2 separate regions of the Ovis aries genome follow, and region 2 is linked to region 1. A link is a contact called in public Hi-C data. All regions are on one chromosome and are shown on one strand. Each heading gives the region's core, a stretch centred on a gene start, on an enhancer-like site or on the middle of the called end of the contact. The rest is flanking DNA. Distances are from core to core; before and after follow the strand shown.

The links. Hi-C and Micro-C count contacts between places; a contact is called where the count stands out from the background.
Region 2: a contact with region 1 is called in a Hi-C map of mesenteric adipose tissue, with 3 times the contacts expected there. The contact joins the promoter of CCDC89 here to the enhancer-like site in region 1. A contact is called at or near these places in 12 of 16 Hi-C or Micro-C datasets (blood, hypothalamus, liver and 6 more).

What each region holds. Positions count from the first base shown.
Region 1 is chr21:9,235,194-9,238,299 of ARS-UI_Ramb_v3.0, forward strand. All of the region lies in intron 13 of LOC121817498 (a long non-coding RNA gene), which reads left to right. Among named protein-coding and RNA genes, the nearest start is that of CCDC83, 12 kb to the left of the region's middle. Within about 2 kb of position 1,813, at least 9 of the 54 cell types and tissues checked have an H3K27ac peak or open chromatin away from gene starts, as enhancers often do. A contact at or near this core is called in liver, where this site is marked.
Region 2 is chr21:9,396,172-9,399,586 of ARS-UI_Ramb_v3.0, forward strand. It overlaps CCDC89 (coiled-coil domain containing 89), which reads left to right and starts at 1,763. Exons shown (of 1, transcript XM_012101644.5): 1 at 1,763-3,415. The coding sequence starts at 1,881. The coding sequence ends at 2,993.

The sequences.
Region 1 (3,106 bases), core at 563-3,062:
TCTTAGTTGCTCAGTTATGTCCGACTCTGTGCGACCCCATGGGCTGCAGTGCCTTTGTCCATGGGATTCTCCAGGCAAGCGTACTGGAGTGAGTTGCTGTGCCCTCCTCCAGGGCATCTTCTCAACCCAGGGATTGAACCCAGGTCTCCTTCTTTACAGGCATATTTCTTACCACTGAGCCACCAGGGAAGCCCCTGACATATACACACTGCTATGTATAAAATAAACTGTGGAAAATTCTGAAAGCGATGGGAATACCAGACCACCTGACCTGCCTCTTGAGAAATCTGTATGCAGGTCAGGAAGCAACAGTTAGAACTGGACATGGAAAAACAGACTGATTCCAAATAGGAAAAGGAGTATGTCAAGGCTGTATATTGTCACCCTGCTTATTTAACTTCTATGCAGAGTACATCATGAGAAACGCTGGACTGGAGGAAACACAAGCTGGAATCAAGATTGCCGGGAGAAATATCAATCACCTCAGATATGCAGATGACACCACCCTTATGGCAGAAAGTGAAGAGGAACTAAAAGCCTCTTGATGAAAGTAAAAGAGGAGAGTGAAAAAGTTGGCTTAAAGCTCAACATTCAGAAAATGAAGATCATGGCATCTGGTCCCATCACTTCATGCGAAATAGATGAGGAAACAGTAGAAACAGTGTCAGACTTTATTTTTTTGGGCTCCAAAATCACTGCAGATGGTTATTGCAGCCATGAAATGAAAAGACGCTTATTCCTTGGAAGAAAAGTTATGACCAACCTAGACAGCATATTCAAAAGCAGAGACATTACTTTGCTGAATAAGGTCTGTCTAGTCAAGGCTATGGTTTTTCCAGTAGTCATGTATGGATGTCAGAGTTGGACTGTGAAGAAGGCTGAGCACCAAAGAATTGATGCTTTTGAACTGTGGTGTTGGAGAAGACTCTTGAGAGTCCCTTGGACTGCAAGGAGATCCAACCAGTCCATTCTGAAGAAGATCAGCCCTGGGATTTCTTTGGAAGGAATGATGCTAAAGCTGAAACTCCTGTACTTTGGCCACCTCATGTAAAGAGTTGACTCATTGGAAAAGACTCTGATGCTGGGAGGGATTGGGGGCAGGAGGAGAAGGGGACGACCCAGGATGAGATGGCTGGATGGCATCACTGACTCGATGGACGTGAGTCTGAGTGAACTCCGGGAGATGGTGATGGACAGGGAGGCCTGGAGTGCTGCGATTCATGGGATTGAAAAGAGTCGGACACGACTGAGCGACTGAACTGAACTGAACTGAATGTATAAAATAGATAACTAATGAGAACCTAACTCCACTCATTGCTCTGTTCTGACTAAATGGGAAGGGAATTCCAAGGAAGAGGCGATATATGTATATAAATATATTAAAAAATCAATATGATAAATATATTTTATATTTAAATAAATATTATATATATATATATGAGGTGAAAGTTGCTTAGTCGTGTATGACTCTTTATGACCCCATGGACTATACAGTCCATGAAATTCTCAGGCCAGAATACTAGAGTGGGTAGCCTTTCCCTTCTCCAGGGGATCTTCCCAACCCAGGGATCTAACCCAGGTCTCCCATATTGCAGGCGGATACCAGCTGAGCCACCAGGGAAGCCCATATATATATATACACACACACACGTGGCCAATTCACTTTACAGAAGAAAGTAATAAAACATTGTAAAGCAACTATACTTAAAAAAAAAATAAGGAAAACACTGGAGACCTCTCTGTGTGTCTCCCTCTGGGGTCACACAAGAGGTCACGTGCACACACAGAGATCTGGTGGCTGCCCACACGCCAGGAAGAGAGGCTTCACAGGAAACCAGCTATGCTGGCAGCCTAATCTCAGCCACCCAGCTTCTCAGAACTGTGAGAAAAAATGCTGCTGTTTTTGGCATTTTGTACTGGCAGCTCCAGCTAAGGCGGCAGAGAAGAGCCTCAGAGCTGTCGGAGGTTGCCCCAGGGGGGAGCGGGGTGATTAGTTCTCAGTCCTCTTTTGCCCCCGGGGCAGCCCCCCGGGGCCCTGACTCCCCCGCAGTTAAGCCTGCGCCGGGAGAGGGCCGAGCTCCTGTTCCCTGTGGTCAGAGGCGCTCCTGCGGGGAAGGAGCCTTGCGTCTGCCTGGTGGGTGCTGAGCGGACGCGGGCGGGCCAGCCGTGTCCCCACGGCTCCCGGAAGGCGTCTCATCTCCTCTTCGTGGCTCTCCTCGCCCTGGCCCGAGTCATCGACTCATCTGTTAGCTCTGTAAGGGCGTAGCACAGCACCTCTCCGCTTCCCCAGGGTACCACCAGGGCTTAGCACAGAGCCAGATATGTGATAGGTGCTCAAGAGATATTTAGTGAATGTTTGGATAAGTGAAATATGATCCTTTCAGAAAGGAACCCAGTCACATCATGTTTTGTATTTGACAAAAAAAAAAAAAAAAAAATTAACACAGGCAGCAACAAAAGCTCTAACTATTGTTAAGTCTGAATCCCCACACTCACATACATCACTGACATTTCTTAATAATGCCAACAAAAGGCCTACTTAGACTTTCTAAGTAAAACTTCCCAGGTGGTAAGGGATCCACCTGCCAGGCAGGAGATGCAGGTTTGATCCCTGGGTCGGGAAGATCCCCTAGAGTAAAGAAATGGCAACCCACTCCAGAACTCTGGCCTGGAAATTTCCATGGACAGAAGAGCCTAGTGGGCTATATAGTCCATGGGGCTGCAAAGAGTCGAACACGACTGGGTGACTAAACAACAGCAACAGACAAAGCTTAGGGTGTGCGTTTGCATCCCCTTGCGACCAGTATGGTCCTGATGTCTTTCGTCTAGTCCCCGGCCACTCCACACGCTGTGCCAGCGCCAGGGAGCTCGAAACGCCCAGAGCCCACCCAGGCGGAGCCGGGCTCAGCCCTGGAAGCTGGCTCCCAGCTGCTCCTCAGCAGCAGGACGAGCAGGTGGAGCCTATGAAGGCGGCCTCCCGGAGCGTGGACTTGCTCCTGCGGGCACTGTTGGGCCGTGAGGAGAGACTTCCCAGCAAGCTGAAAGCACGGCTGCCAAGCGAGATGTGGAACGGTGATGTTTAGAGGGAATGGCGTGGGGAGAGGCT
Region 2 (3,415 bases), core at 513-3,012, 160 kb after region 1:
TAACACTTTATTGATTTGTACAGGCTCTTTGTAAAAAAGTAAATCTGTTGTCTGTCATATTTATGGTGAATGTTTTTCTCCATTTGATTTTTGACTTCAACATCCATCCAACACACACATCTGAGTCTCCCCAAGGCATTGATCTAATCATTAAGGATGAAACAGACACAGGCCCTACCCTTAAGGATCTCAGAGTTTAATAGTAGGAGGCAGGGGCATAAATGATGAGTGCAATAAGGCTTTTAAATGCTCTGTTAGAAGTCCAAATAGGCGAGAGTGACTGCTCTAAAAGTGGTGAGTGGTCATGTATGTACATGCAGTAGGTGCCAGGAAAGGTTTCATGAAGGAGGTGCTTCCTAACTGAGTGCAAAATGCAGAGTTAATGACTAAAGCAACAAGGTAGGAAAAAAGCATTTCAGGCAGAGGGGACACCAACAGGGCCAACTAAGGAAACTTCAATAGCTAGGTTAGGTTAGGGAATAAAGCAGCAGGCAGGTCCAGAGGAAGAAAAGACTAGAGAGACATCAGAGTCTCACAGGTTTTTAAATTATATATAACTTTTTTATCTTTTGGATGTTCAACTTAGTCCAATTAAGCTTTACCTTATTCGTCTCTTACATAATATGTTAGAGAAGGAAATGGCAACCCACTCCAGTACTCTTGCCTAGAAAATCCCATGGATGGAGGAGCCCCATAGGCTGCAGTCCATGGGATCACAAAGAGTCGGACACGACTGAGCGATGACACGACATAATAGGTAGGCTAAGAAAGTCCTTCCTCACCCAGCGCTTCAATGCTTACCTTTGTTTTCCTCTAGTTTCCATTTTAAAACAGTATTTTATTTTTGGCTCTGTCGGGTCTTAGTTGCAGCATGCAGGATCTTCATTGTGGCATAGGGGTCTTTTCATGGCAGAGCACAGGTTCTTTGTTACCACGTTCGGGCTTCTCTCTAGTTGAGGCACCGTGGGCTCAGTAGTTGTTGTTCAGGGGCTTAGTTGCCCGACCAGGGATCAAACCCTAGTCCCCTGCATTGCAAGGCAGATTCTTAACCGCAGTCCACCAGGGACATCCTTCCATGTTTAATATTTTGTTTTCGTTTTAGTCCTTACGTTTAACATTAAACATTTCAGGTGTTTAATCCATCTGAAACTGACTTTGGTGTGTATAAGGTAAGCCTCATTTGAACTTTTGTGTGTGTGTGTCTTAATGTTTATCATGCCTATATTGTCCATTAAGCTTTTCTCTGTAACCCTATTGTGTTAAAAGGTAAAAAGGGAGTGCTAGCTAATAAATATATTCCCAGCTGGGAACAGTGCTTCAAGAAACAAGATACATTTCCCTGGGGTTTGTTCTTTCACTGAGCTGTGTTAATCACTACAGGTACAAAGTCACAGCCGTTTAGGATCCTTGTTCGCAGGGTCATCCTGCTACTTTGTATTTATAGATTACAAATTTCTTTACAGAGCCAATGGTTTCCACGGAGAGGACTTTATTCTCATGACCACTGAAGTGGGGACAGGGAGGAGGACTATGTCACCACTGCTTGATTTGTTTACTCCCACAAGAGATTAGGTAGAGTCAGGTTTCTTCCCCTGATGCTGGCTGGAAATCAAGTGGGCTTGGCATCTCGGTTTAGTACATACCAGAGCCTGGGCTGTTAGCGGAGGGCTGTGATTAGCTAGAAAGGCAAGCATAACCTGACCTGATTGGCTCTGGACTCCCTCCTGTTGTTACTCCACAGCAGCCTGAAGACCGGTCCACCAATCACAGGGCTCCTTACTGGGTGCACAAGCAACTGCCGGAGATTGCCAGGAGCCCCTAGCAACACCTTGGCTTTTGAAACCTGGAAGGTGGGGTGCAGTCAGTAGAGGAGCGTGCCAATGCCTCAGGAAGAGTCGGATCCCAGGATGGACACCCCACCCTCTGAAGAACCCTTAGATAAGCAAAACAGAAAACTGGAAGTCCAGGAAGAGGAGATGGAGTTTAAGGAGCTGGATGATCTGAGGGAAGCCTTGGCGAACCTCCGGGGGCTGTCTGAGGAGGACAAGAGTGAGCGGGCGATGCTGTGTTCCCGCATCCAGGAGCAGTCCCAGCTCATCTGCATCCTGAAGCGGAGATCCGATGAGGCCCTGGAGCGCTGCCAGACCCTGGAACTGCTCAACACCGAGCTGGAGGAGAAGAGGCTGCTGGAGGCCGAGGAGCTGAAGGCCAAAACTCAGCAGGCCCAGAAGCTGGAGGAACGCTTTATGACCCTGGCCTCCAACCACGAGTTGATGATCCGCTTCAAGGATGAACACAAAAGGCAGAACGCCAAGCTGCGGGAGGAGAACGAGAAGCTGAGGCTGGAGAATGACCAGCTTTTCAGCCCAGCGCTGAAGGCCCAGGAGGCCAAAGTGGTGCAGCTCACAGCCCGGAGCGAGGCCCTCGCCAAGGAGCTGGAGACCCTGCAACGGAAGTACGCCCAGGATGTCTGCCAGGCCCAGGCCCGAGAGCAGGAGCTGCTGGAGCTGCAGAACCGGCAGGCCTGCGCCCACACTGAAGAGACCGAGCAGCTGCGCATGCAGCTGCAGAGCCTCCAGCAGCAGCAGCAGGAGGCCCTGCAGCAGACGGCCAAGGCCGAGCAGGCACACAGCCAGCGGAACCAGGAGCTGCGGGCCCGGCTGCAGACCGTCACTCGGGAGAAAGAGGAGCTGCTGCTGCTGTCCGTAGAGAGGGGCAAGGTGCTTCAGAAAAAGCAAGCGGAGATCTGCCAGCTGGAGGAGAAGCTGCAGATGGCCGACGTGGCCAAGAGGCACGCGCTCGAGCGCTTTGAGCAAGAGGCCGTGGCCGTGAACAGCAACTTGCGAGTCAGGGAGCTACAGCGCAGGGTGGATGGCATCCAGGCCGCCTATGATGAACTCAGGCTGCAGTCTGAAGCTTTCAAAAAGCACAGCCTGGATCTTTTAAGCAAGGAGAGAGAACTCAATGCCAAACTACGCCATCTCTTTCCATAAGGAGGTTTCCTCCTCCTCTGGCCTCCAATGAAGAAATCAGATATCTGTGCCTTACTATTATGGCGAGAGTCAAGATTGTATTCCATTTATTCTACTTTTAATTACGAAAGACCGCTCAAAGAAAAGCTACTTTACTACAGTGATATTTACTACAGTGCCATTGTAAGGGTAACACTGATTTTTCAGTCCCACCACCTAGAATACACGAGATTTACCAAATTTCATTGTGTGCCTTTGAAATCTTCCTAAGTTTGCTATCAGTATCTCCACCTCTCCTATAACTTATTCATTCTCAATCTCAGATATCTTCAGCTGTGCTAAGTTTTAAAGTTAGCAGCTCTTTTCAAAGTGCAATGGGGAATGTATTATTGTGAATAAGTGCAATAGGATGTATTATTGTGAAAAATATCACAGTTAACCCT